Regions from separate parts of the Athene noctua genome. Here region 2 is linked to region 1. A link is a contact called in public Hi-C data. All regions are on one chromosome and are shown on one strand. Each heading gives the region's core, a stretch centred on a gene start, on an enhancer-like site or on the middle of the called end of the contact. The rest is flanking DNA. Distances are from core to core; before and after follow the strand shown. Region 1 holds the start of RAB17 (RAB17, member RAS oncogene family). Region 2 holds the start of RBM44 (RNA binding motif protein 44).

Evidence for each region. A called contact is a pair of places that touch in the nucleus more often than the background predicts.
Region 2: a Hi-C map of heart shows a contact between it and region 1, with 6 times the contacts expected there. The contact joins the promoter of RBM44 here to the promoter of RAB17 in region 1. A contact is called at or near these places in 2 of 2 Hi-C or Micro-C datasets (heart and liver).

The regions. Positions count from the first base shown.
Region 1 is chr7:29,711,075-29,717,112 of bAthNoc1.hap1.1, forward strand. It overlaps RAB17 (RAB17, member RAS oncogene family), which reads right to left and starts at 3,862. Exons shown (of 6, transcript XM_074910693.1): 1 at 3,720-3,862; 2 at 192-351. The coding sequence starts at 348.
Region 2 is chr7:29,850,527-29,856,706 of bAthNoc1.hap1.1, forward strand. It overlaps RBM44 (RNA binding motif protein 44), which reads left to right and starts at 2,719. Exons shown (of 8, transcript XM_074910990.1): 1 at 2,719-2,863; 2 at 2,944-2,969; 3 at 3,934-4,006; 4 at 4,315-4,417; 5 at 5,602-5,675; 6 at 5,769-5,842; 7 at 6,167-6,180. The coding sequence starts at 2,723.

The DNA.
Region 1 (6,038 bases), core at 2,612-5,111:
TGCAGAGATCTGAAAGTGACAGCAATGGAGGACGTCTGGCTCTGGGTCAAGTCTGTATTGTGTTCAAAAGTGGGTCTGTGCTACTGCAGAATATACCAACTTGTTCTCCTGCATCCCACCCTACTGCACGGAAAGGCATCAGGCCTGGTGTCTTGTCCAGAGCCATCAAGCTATTGAAGCTACTCACTCACATCCCACAGTCGGCAGTGACTCCCTGAAGTCATTTTTCACATATCGGTAGGCTAGGCTTGACTTTCCCACTGATGTGCTCCCCAACAGAACCATCTTGTAGATGCAGGTGGGACGAATCCCCTCCAGGGAGGTGCCCGGCATTGCTTTCTGTGCCATGCCCTGCAAGGAAACCAACTCCGTTCAAAACACATCTGCAGTGATCCCAGTTCCATCAGCTGAGCCTCCTGAATCAACTCCCGACTGGTGCCAGTGAGGCAGGTGGGGTTTAACTTCAAAACAGGCTAGAACAAAACCATTAATATCCTGAATCAAATTTAATACATCAAACCATCTGCTGCTGTCAGTTATGACCAGAGGGTGGAGATCTTTAGGTAGAAATTTGATGAAAGAGGCCTTCTTGGATGTAGACAAGGAGATTGGATTGGGCACATACCTTTTAAAGAGAGGCCACGTTAGAGAAAGTTAATGGCAATGGGAGTGCCTTGCTCTTGAGCACACCTCCTTCCCCAAAGTCCTGGTGAAGAGCTTAGGCTGATGTTCCATGCTTAATGAGGGTCTTGCTAGAAGTTATACCAGGAGAGGTGAACTCAGGCATGGAGGTGATGCTGCTACCAGCTTGCTAAGGACACTGACAGGGGGATGGCTGGGCATTCCAAGAGCTGATGGGCAACACTTCAAGTCAGCCTGTTGCTCACCAGGGTGAAGAAGCAGGAGTGAGAGGACCTGACTCAAGCACCCTTGGGGACAGCAGCACAGAAAGCAGACAGCACATGCTCCTCCACCATGGATTAAGAAACCCTGGGCAGATCAAGCCCATGAAATCTCATGCCCTCATGACCATTGCACCATGGAGTGTGACTTCACATTACTTGGGGTGGAGCTACACTGCACGGTGACCCAGGACAGTGTGGTAGCATGTCCCAAAGTAATGGCAGTGGCCTCAAACCTGACTTGAAGAGAGTCGCTGCAGAGCGTTGGCCATATGCCTGGAAGATGGCAGGCGGTGTGAACACTCCTGGGTGGCACGTTTCCCTTTCTCCCAGCCTTGAGTTCAAGGAAGTGATACTGCCTCACTGTCGGAGGGAGCTGTCAGTGCTGGGTGGCGAATAACACTGTCTTGCAGCTAGTCAAAGCTTTGCCTTGGCTCCTCCTTGCAGAGCTCCTCCCCTAAAAACACTAAACTCAAGTGGAGAGCTCTGCAGAAGAGCGGGAGGTTCAAGCAGAGCTTGAAGATGAAGGGTCATGGGGTGTTGAACTGAGCAGAAGAGGGCATGAGATGACCTCACATGCACTAATCCCACATCACATGCAGCAGCAAAGGGGAAATATGCCACCAGCAAGCCTGTAACTGCTTTGTGCAGAGATAGGTTGTGCCTCCTTATATAGATCTAATCTTCCAATGCCCAAAGACTGCAAAGGAGCCTTGTGAAGGACACTGAAATGTTAGTGTACTGGTGCTGGTCCCTGCCTGTATGTCCTGACCCTCTTGTCATATTACATGACAGATGAAGAGCCTCCCATGCCAGATTAAACGCTGCTGGCGTGGGGTGCTTTCCTCTGCGTGCTTTCAAAGAAAGCCCTGGTCATCCAGAGAGCAGGGACCTGCAAGACTTATAATGAAGATTTGGTGCCATTACTGCAACTTCTACCCGGGGCTCACAGGAGTCTGGCGTGCAGAATTTGCAGGTGAGCAAGAAGTAGTACCTTTATAAAGGTACTACATCTAACAGCAACACTAGCAATGCAGCTCCTGGCCTGGGAAAGTCTCTGTGGCTCCCTCGTCTGACAAAAGCCTCTTGTTCCCACATGCTGCTCATCCCACATCTCTTTTATTTTGCCTGCCTTCCCCCTGCAATCTGTCAGGCTCCAGACCTTTAATTCTTCTCCCTTCCCTGAGCCTGTTATCAAAGCAGGCTGTCATTAAAAGCATTCCACAGTGCTGGTTGAACCCAAGCCTGTATCTGTGGTTCTTCTGTTCCCTAAGATGGCTTTTGTCCCCTTGAAAAACAGGGGTAAAATCTTCTCTACCAGCTCATACAGCCCGGTGATGAAGAGCAGGATTGCGATTTGTGCAGAACGGCTAGTTACTGATGGGTTTTGTTTTGTTTTTTAAGCAGGAAAAAAGTAAACCCTGCAGCACAGCATAAGGCTGTGTTCCTTCTGGTATTAATCACATGCCTCTTTGTAGGCCTGGAAATAAGACTGCTATCCTTTCTGAGCAGTTACGTTAGCTACCATAGGTGATATGCCATAGAACTCCACAGGGAAGCAAGAACCTGCATGAAAAGCATCCAAGATTGTCTGCATTAGACTCAATTTCACATTATTTCACTCTGCTGCTCTCTATTTAACCCTAGAAGGCTATATTGATGCTGAAACAAAGCTCACCTGAGAATTACTGCAATGGCAGAAATTTCCTTGCAGACTTTTCATACTAACAAACACCTATTAGAGATGGGGAGTTGTGCCAAAGCTCATCTGAAAAAATTGCTTTTCCACATTAAGAGGCAGAATGTGAGTCTCCCTTTCAACCTGAGGAGAATGGCAAGTAAGCAAAACAAGTCACTTTATTCTGATTCAATGGAAAATAGGATTCAGGGGAAATTCTGTTCTTTTTTGGTTTTGTTGGAAGAAAGGAGCTTACAGAGTAAAACTCTGTGCTTGCTGGCTAAGGGACTATAGGAAAACCCCTCCAGACATCTCATGTGACTGGTAGTCACCCTTCTATAGCTGCTCCCCGCCCTGGAGAAGAGCCTCTAGGCAAGACCCTGTTAGGGTTAGAGTCAGCTCCACAGACCCAGGATGCTGCTCTGGCAGGGTCACCAATCCCTGCTCCAGATGGCGATAACGGTGCTGCTGCCTCACAACAAAGAGCATCCTTGCTCTTTCACCCTGTTCTGCTGATGAAGCAGAGGAAGCTCGTTCTTCATCTGAAAACCTCCCTGACTTCCCCAGACTGAGACTGCCTGACTGACCATATCCAGGAGAAACAGTTAGAGCAACTTTCCCACTGATTCCTGTGAGTTAAGCCACAGCAGAGTGCATCAGCATACCAGAAAGCTTCTGTTGGCATAACATGAATAAGTTTGCGTTAACTCACTGCAAACTCAAAACTCTGAAGAAGTCAGCAATGCTTCCATGCAAAATGGCTTTAGCAAATTTTCCCATGCAGGCTTTGAAAGGCTGAAGTGTAACCTGAACTTGGACTGCTTAGATGCCGGATGGATTTCAGGTCTTTTTAGTTTGATCCTGGTAAAGAATAACTCAGCAACTTAGAGAGCAGCCTGGGGAACAGCTGAGGCGTTACAAGTCCTGTCCTCATGCCTAGAGGGCACGCCCCTGCTGAGGGGCAGGGAAAGTTGAACCTTCAATATAAAGAGCTGGAGATAAGTCTAGACAAGCATTTCTCTTCAATCATCTGTAAAAATCCTGTTGGTGGATTTAGTCTCCAGATACAACTTAATATTTTGTGCCAGCTGTGTCTAGCAGCAGATACTCAGGGCAGGCTTTCCTGATCTTACACTTACCTAGAAGATGAGTACCAAAATGGCCGTGACGCAGAACCATTTCTCACTTCCTAATGAAGGAATAAAGCATCGCTGCACCCAGGAAATTGTGTTCTCAGCCAGACACCCCCGTTCCTTCGTCTCGATGTCTCCTCTCTCCTTCCCATGGGCAATGGGTAATTATGTGGAGGCAGCTCCGTCCAGCCTTAACCAGCTTCCCCTGTGGAGCCCACTGGTTTAATGTAAATCAACTTAAAGGTAATCTGTTTGCCGGGTACTGCAGCAGTGCCAGATCAGTGATACTGCACTTGAACTGCCTGCCCTCACTGTTTCCAAGAAGGAACTTGACAAATCTGTTTATGAGGGTGACTCAGTTGTTTATAATTAGCAGGAAAGTAGACTTTATCTAAGGAGCATCCTCTCAAACTCATATTTTACATAAATGCTAGTAATAAAAAACAGAAACATGAGAAGATATTTGTACAGGAATGCAACAGCAAGGGCTTGGCTTTTGCCACTCAATAAATTAGTATCTCTGTAGTGTTTGTCACCTGGGGAGGGGGGATCCTGGTATATTATTGTCAGGCCTTCTATTTCCACAGGAAAACAGTAAAAAAAGAAAAGGCGTGCATTCTTTTGAGGATGGAGCTACTGAGACGTATTATAAGACTCTCTGAACTTCCTGGGGAATTAATGACGTTTAAGTCTAATGATGTCTAACTGATGTCTAAACTTTTCTAAACCACAAGCTCTCAGATGATCCTAAAACATTAAAGACATTTGAGGGGTTTCTGCAGGAGTGCAGCAGTGAACAAGAACCAATTAATGAGCTCCTTGAAAAAAACCTGGACCCCAGTGCTATCCATATAAGTCTGCAGTATCTAGCCCTAAAATTTTGGGACACAATGCTTTTTGGTTCTGAAAAGTGTAGATTTTTTTTTTTTCCCTGGATAGTGGTTGTGCACCTACCTCCTCAGTTACCTTCTAGTATTCATCTCAAAGCACTCCTTTGCTTTTGGGTGCCTCTTTCTACGTGCTAAAGCTCTCACAGTGCTGGGGTAGGAGTGTGGCTGCTTGGAAAGTTCACTTAAGCCAAGGATACCAGGTGATACAAAAATCCCAACTGTAAAGACTTAATGAGTAAACAATGTTAGATTTACATAGTGCTGATTTCTCAATGTAATCAGCCTTTCTCAAAGCTAAGGGGAACAAAATAAGGGTCATTAACTGTGCAGCCAGAGTGGTTTGGGGAAATAAGACAGCAATAAACAGAGACCGCCCTGGGCTCTGGGTAAGATCAAGCGTTATGCTAAGACCTTCGCAGCAGCTCTTTGGCTTCCCGAGAGGATAGAGGTAGGGCAGAAGGCTTCCTAGGTCTTCTAAAATCCCTTCTCTTGGGCAGGGAGCCACTGAAAATGGTGCCACCCTTCCCGGTGGATGCCCCTTTGTGGCTGGCATGCGGGGCTGCTTCCCAGTGGGAGATAAGAGTCCCGGGAACTTATCTGGGAAAGACACCTGGGAAAGGATAGTGGCTCATGGCTGGGGATTGCCCTGCAGGGAATCCCCTGGCAGAGGATGCCTTTACCTTCCTGAAGCCTTGCTCTCCTCCCAGTGCTCCAGTCCGTGGCGTCAGGGGTGAGGGCCCCGTCCAGTTGCCTGAGCCTCTCCATGCTGGAGACAGATAAAAGTGAAACCAGCTGGTGGTTCCTGGGGAGCAGTGTCAAAGGTGAGAGGCAACCAGAGATCAGTGAACCTTAGACCTACTGACAAGCCGGGCAAGGCGGGACCACGGCTGTCGTCACTGTTAGTGGGGCTAGTGACCATGTCCCCCTTCAGCAATCCCTCTCTCCTTCCCCGCTTCCCATGCTGGGGCTTGGTGGTGGGTGGATGGACAGATAGATGAACGGGTTGGTGGCTTTTTCCCCACGCTTCAGGGTCCAAGGCCAGCCCAGCTACCAAGGGCATGGGGAGTAAAAGCAGCCCACACCCCACCATAGTGGTTTGAGGACCAGGGAAGTCTGAGTGTGGGGCTGGCCAGAGCCATGTTGTGCCAGGGATCTGGCCTTCTCCACCTTTTATAATACGGCAATTTCTGCTGACGCACATCAGACCTAGCTTTGGTCAAGTGCCAAAGTAAGGACTCAGATAACTTAGGCCGGGGACTGCCAAAGCAATTTGTTTTCAGGAGTATGGCTTGTTGACTAGCTGGTGGGAGATGACACTCCCCCTTCTATTTTACTTGCTAAAAGGCTTTTACTGCCTTTTAATCAAGGTAATAGCTAGTTACTACAGGCAGTTGGGGCTTGGTGCTTTGGAGAAGGCTGCTCTTGTTAAAGCTCT
Region 2 (6,180 bases), core at 1,469-3,968, 140 kb after region 1:
TCTCTGAAATTCTCACTAGCAAGAATCTCTTTTCTGAGGTAGAAGTTGCAGATAAATCCTCCTGTGGAAATATCAGCTGTCAGAACTCGGCGTTGGAACACTGTGAAAACCTGAAAAAAGTTACCGGTGACTCTACAATTAACCAGGCTGTTGATGCGAGTGCTGATTTTAGAGCTTGCTTTACAACAAGTAGAAGTACCAGTGCTCAGGTTTGTCTGTCATCCAGAGCTATTAATACAGAGATAACAATGATGAACAAATCTCGACCCGCGGAATGGCACCGTGAAACCTGTGCAGATGTTGCTTGCAATACAGACTGGTCATGTGGGGCTGGTAGTGCAGAGGAAATTTGGTCACAGCTTACTGACACTCTGAAAGACCACTCAAGTGGCAATACTGCAAGTGCTGGAAGAAGTTCACCAATTCAGGTAATTTAAAAAAAACCACAACCAAATTATTTTGATAGGTGGAACTTTTTAAAACTTGCTCAGATCTTGTCTATACAAATGTTAATCTGTAATTTTTAAAAATGTTTTTTGTTTAGGAACAGCAGGAATCGAAAAATGAGCTGTGCAGTAGCAGTTTAAAGACAAGCATTGACAGGTGGGTGGAGAATTGTTGTTGTTTGGGATTCTAGATGTTGGATAAGATTTTCTTCATGATTGAAAGGTGGTCTGTGACTTGACAAAACTGATAGTGTTCAAAGACCGCTGCGCAGCAGTTCCTACACCAGAAGGTCAGAAGGGACCTGGACCAGTGAGAAAAATGAACTGAATACCTGAAGGATCTGGGGGTGTTGACTGATAGTTGGCTGGTTGCAGACTGGCCAAGAACAAGCCGAGTGTAAGTCAGCAGTGCTCCCACATGGCAAAGAAGGGAAACCGCATCCTGGGGCTGCGTTAGCTAGAGTGCAGCCAGTGGATGGGGAGAAGTGTTTATTCTTCTCAGTTTGGTGCTCATGAGGTTGCATCTGGAAAGGTTGTCTCCAGCCGTGGGCCTTGCAGTGAAAGAAGAGATTGGCAGACTGGGGAACACCCACTGGAGGGCCACAGAGATGGTGAGGGGAGCTGGTGGAGCACTTGTGGGGAAGCTGAGGGAACTGGGTTTGGTCAGCCAGGAGAAGGGAAGGCTGGGGAGGTGGGAAGCCTCCCGCTGTTCTTGGCAATCTGGTGAGGAGTTGCAGAGAAGACTGAGCCAAATTCTTTGGGGAGGTGTGTTCTGAAAGGGCAGGAGCCAGCAGTTAGAGTGGGAGGAATTCTAAGTGGGTGTAAGAAAAAGTTTCCTACAGTGAGAGTAGTATTGGTACTGTCTCCTTTCTTGGAGATTTAAAATGAACAGAAAAACCCAAACCCAACAACAAAGCCAGACTGCCTAAGGCTCCGAGCTAAGCTTGGAGTTAGCCCTGCTTTGAAGAGAGGTTTGTACTGCAGACTTCCAGAGATCCTTTCCAACCTAAATTATTCTGTGACTGTGGAAAAAAAATAATTGCATCTGTGGATCAACAGAGTTGCTAAGTTTCTTTTTCTTCTTAGGACTGCACTTTTTGAATAGAAATGATTATGGTGGTTGTGCAGTTCCCACCTCTCGGTGAAGGCTGATTATAATGTGAAAGCTACTATAGGACAGTATTTTTTCTGTGTAGTAAATAAGAACTGCTTTAATTTTTCTTTTTTTTTTCCTTGAACCATATCAGAAATAGCTTCTGGAAAATTACTTGTTTCAAAATAAAACATAATGAACTTAGAATACTGATTCAAGGGCTTCAAGGTTTTGTTTATTATTACTATTTTAAAGGCTGGTACACCTTGACAAACAAGCTGTGAAGAATTGTGCATCAAGCTACTGTCAAAAAATACTGCAGAGAGCAATTGAAGCAGAATTGCAGATTCTAAACACTCATTATCAGATGTGCTATCAGCACTGTTTGAAGATTTACAAACTGGCTTTGGAGGAGACCATGTGTTTCAGCAGGCATGTACTGTAATATCCTTTTAAATTAGATGGATAACTTGGTTAAAGGCATTAATTGCTAAATGTTACTGGTGTATTCTATCCATAGCTTGTAATAGTGTTTATAGTTAACAGTTGTTGTCCGAAAGAGTTTACATTCTTCTAAGTCTTTATTTTCAGCCTAAAGTTTTCAGTAGCATTCACAGACCCAGCAAAATATAGTTTGTTTCTAGGAATGTCTTTCTGTACAGGAGGAATAGTACAGAGAATCCCTTTAGGAGTGGATGAGTCGTGTAGAGGGGGAGCTGGGGAGGAGGTGGTAAAGAAGAGAGGAGGTGCAGTATTGTCAAGAGGTGAGGCAGGAAGGGGGGGAGGGGAAGGGGTAGTGATTAAAGAGTCTCTAGCTGTTAAAGCATATGCCCTATAACAAACTCCTAAGCAGTAGAATAGTGTAGGTAAGAGCATCCTCTGAGCTATCCCGGGCACTGGAAAGGGTTCAGAGGCAGGACTTCTTGGCTGGCTTCCACACAGGAGAGGGTTCAAGAGAGGAGGTTGTAATGCTCTGAAAGAGAGTATCGCTCCAGAGCAGTACACTGTGTGTGTTAAGGAGTGAGCTCCGGTTCTTGCATGATGTGGATGGATCTAAACACTGTAAAATGTTTGGGCAGTTCTGAAAGCAGTAAAGTAAATCAAATGTCTGTCGAAGTTGATCTTATTGTCTTATACATATTTTAACAGAAGTAATGGAAATAATGAATTAGGCTCATCTCTCATGTTGGTTTTGGAAGAGCTAAAAAAGAGTTACAACAGTATGAGAATGAAAATAAAAATGGGTGTACCTTTAAATGCACTTCCACCGCTATCAGTTGAGATGAAGGTGTTCCAAGTCTCGTCTTCTTATGTTCCCTGCAAGGTAATTTCTTAATTGCTTTTTGTTTCTAATACAAATTGTTTTCTTCAGAAAATTAAGACAACTCTTTTCTTTCTTGACAGTTGTTCAGAGAGGATCTTTGCTATAAGTAAGTAGTCCTTATTTGTGGTATTTATTAAAAGTTCAAAATAACTGAGAAGTAAGTTTAAAAGCTGTTAAACTTAGAATTTATTTCAGGATGTATCTTGCTGCTGAAACTGTTCAGCTGAAAGACTAGCATAGAACTTTGGGTACAGTGGTTTTATTTTAAGGGAATTTTTTACTTTGTAGCGTTCTAATAGATGAGTTGTATTTTTACTATCTTTATAGCAAAAGTTTTCAATTTACAAGTAGTTTTCTTGGTTCCCCACTTTCACTACTAAAATTGTTGTCTCCTAATCTTAATGTTATCTCTCTTAGAAAAACAAAAACCCACCAAAACAAAAAGATTTTGTGGCCAACAAAGACAACATTGGGCATATAAGTAGCTGTTCTGCTAAAATTATCTTTCAGTTATGAAGAATGATAGAAAAATAACTTCCTATTTCAGGCAGACATATGGTACTGCATGTTCAAGAACCATGTGCAGTTACGTTATGTAAGTGGAGATAAAACCAAATTTGGCAATAAGTTTTTACTGCATCAGGTAAACTAGAGATCTTTTTCAAATTTCTTCTTACATATTAGTAAAACAGATCAAAAATTACACAGAGATTTCAAATCTTAAAGACGTATATTGAAACATCACACAGAAAGCCATCTAGGTTTTTCCTATGAAAGAAAAAGCAGCCTAACATAAACCTAGAACATAGCTTTATGTATCAGGTTGCAACCAGTGCAAAATAAAAGTATCAAAACCAGTGCAAAATGAAAGTATCAAAACCAGTGCAAAATAAAAGTATCAAAAAACTTTGGTTCTCATTTTAAGCTAAGATTTCTTAAGCACATCTTCCTTATTTTACTGTGAGCTTTTGGAAATATTTAAATTAACATTTCAGAGTACTTGGTATCATCGTAGAATTTAAAATTCTACAATGCTATATTTTGTATTAAATTCTTGGGTCTGTTTTTAGTTCTGTTTCAGGCACAAGAAAAGCTGACTTTGAAGCACCAAAACTGCAAGAAAGGAAAATTTCTGTCAACACGGTAGGAACTTCTTCATTACTGAGTTTCCTAGACATTATGTTGTGAAGCATAGTCTTCTCTTAGGTATATGCAAATACAATCACAGTCTTGAACTCAAACTGGGATTCTCTGCCAGTAATTTCAAATGCAGCTGATGTGACCAAAATTTTGATTGTCCTTTCAAAATAAAATAACTTGGAGGTTCTTGAAAACAATCAGTAGGTTAACTTTTTAAAATTTACCCGTTTAATCATTTAATATTCTGAAGCTCAGACAAATAACGTGTAATCGGGTGCCAGTGCTATGACATAACTGAAGCATGTTTGTAGGACAAGCCACAGACTGTATGTTTATCTGATGGAGGTCAGCCAAGTGACTCTACTTCCTTCAAGGCACTTGAAGTACAGCATAAAGATCAGCACGTGGAAAGTGGTAAGCGATCTGCTTCTAGTACAAATTCTGCATTATTTGTTAGTTAAGGTGTTGGGAAAAAAACAAACTCTGTGTAAAACATACATATGCATACTCAACTGTCCTTTCTGTGTTGGAATGATTAGCATGATTTCAGCTCTATATTACATTTTTCATCTTGAAGAAAAATTTTGCTGCTTGAACGAGATGTGACAACTAGTATGTGTCACCTCTTTGTAATGTAATACCAAGTCATGTAGGCAGCTGGAATCCTCTTAAGCACAAAAATTTGGTATTCATTCATATGACATACCACGGTCTGCATTTTAACACACTGAAATTTATTTCAACTGTCAAGGCTGTGTGAAAAATGAAGAATGGAATGAGTATTGGTTTGATGCTAAAGAGGACTTGACAGTAACAGATTTTTCAGTAACAGCTGAAGAAATGAAAAAGCAACAAGAAAAACAGGACATGGTTGATTTAAGAGGTGAGGTTGTGTGCTTTAAGCTACCATACCTAATAATGGTGTTTGTTTATTATTTGAGTATTCTGTTCCTTCTACAAGCACAAGTAAACTTGGAAAAATGTTATTTTGGTTTTCAGAATTTTTTTTTTTTCATTGACTTGCAGTGAATCCTTTTACAGATACTCAGGTCTCTTCATCCATGTTTTTCCTTGAAAACTTTACCTACAGTGGTTAAACGCGATTTAGTAAATGTCCAGCCAATCATGTAGCTGGAAATCTTCCCTTTTTTTTCTCTTCCTCTTTCTGCTTCCATCCCCATACTGGCTTCTTATGAGTTAGCTGGGAATGGTCTGTGTTTGGAGGCTTGGGCCACAGTGACGGGCACAGTTAGAAGTCCCAGTACATTGAAAGCAGAGAGCTTGTGTGCTCTGTGGTTGGGCCTCATAGTACATACTCCTGTTTTAGCACTGTTACCTGTTGGTTCAGACCTGTGTTCTCTCTGGTTGTACCTCTTCTGCCTCTTCAAACCTCAGGAAATACACAGGGAAAAGAGATTTCACAAATTGAACTGTTCTACTTCTCAGGATGCTCATTTTCTATTTGAAGATACTTTTCATTCTTTTATGGTTTTGAAAGGTTTTTCTATCTACGTTTTCCAAAATCTACAGAGAAGATGTTAGCTTGAACTGAAGCAAGAACAGTTAGTAACACCTTGTTTTCTTACATTTATTATCAGAAGTGAAGAAAATGGAGAGTGGAAATGAGTGTTCTTTTATCCGTGTTGGCGGCCTACGTTCCTCAGTGTCAGAGGTATGCATGTTCTTATTTACAGTAGTACCGTCTTGCCTCTCAGAATTCTTTCCCACTATACATTTACAACCCAAATATGCTTCTATTTTGTAGGATAATTTAAGATCACATTTCCAGAAGTATCAGATTTCTGACATTGTTACCTGTGTGGATTCTGGTAATTACAGGTATATTAATATAAGTTTTACTCGTTTCAGATTTTTTTGCTGTCAAAGTAAGCAAATCATGGGAGAGAGGAGGGAGTTGTTCATTAAATTGTTTTAATTTCATTTCAGTGATTACTATAGATACAGTAATAGCTTGACAAAAATCTGTCATTCTAGACAGCTTCTAGTCTTAAGAGAAGTTAAGGAGTTTGAAAGTTTCTGTTGAGTTTAAATGAGATACAGTTAATATTCAAGAGATAATCATCATATGTTCTTAGTGATAGTAATTTAATATGTGTTTTATTTAGTTTCTGTTTTTTTTCTTTTTTAAATTTTATGTCCTAGATATGCATTTCTTT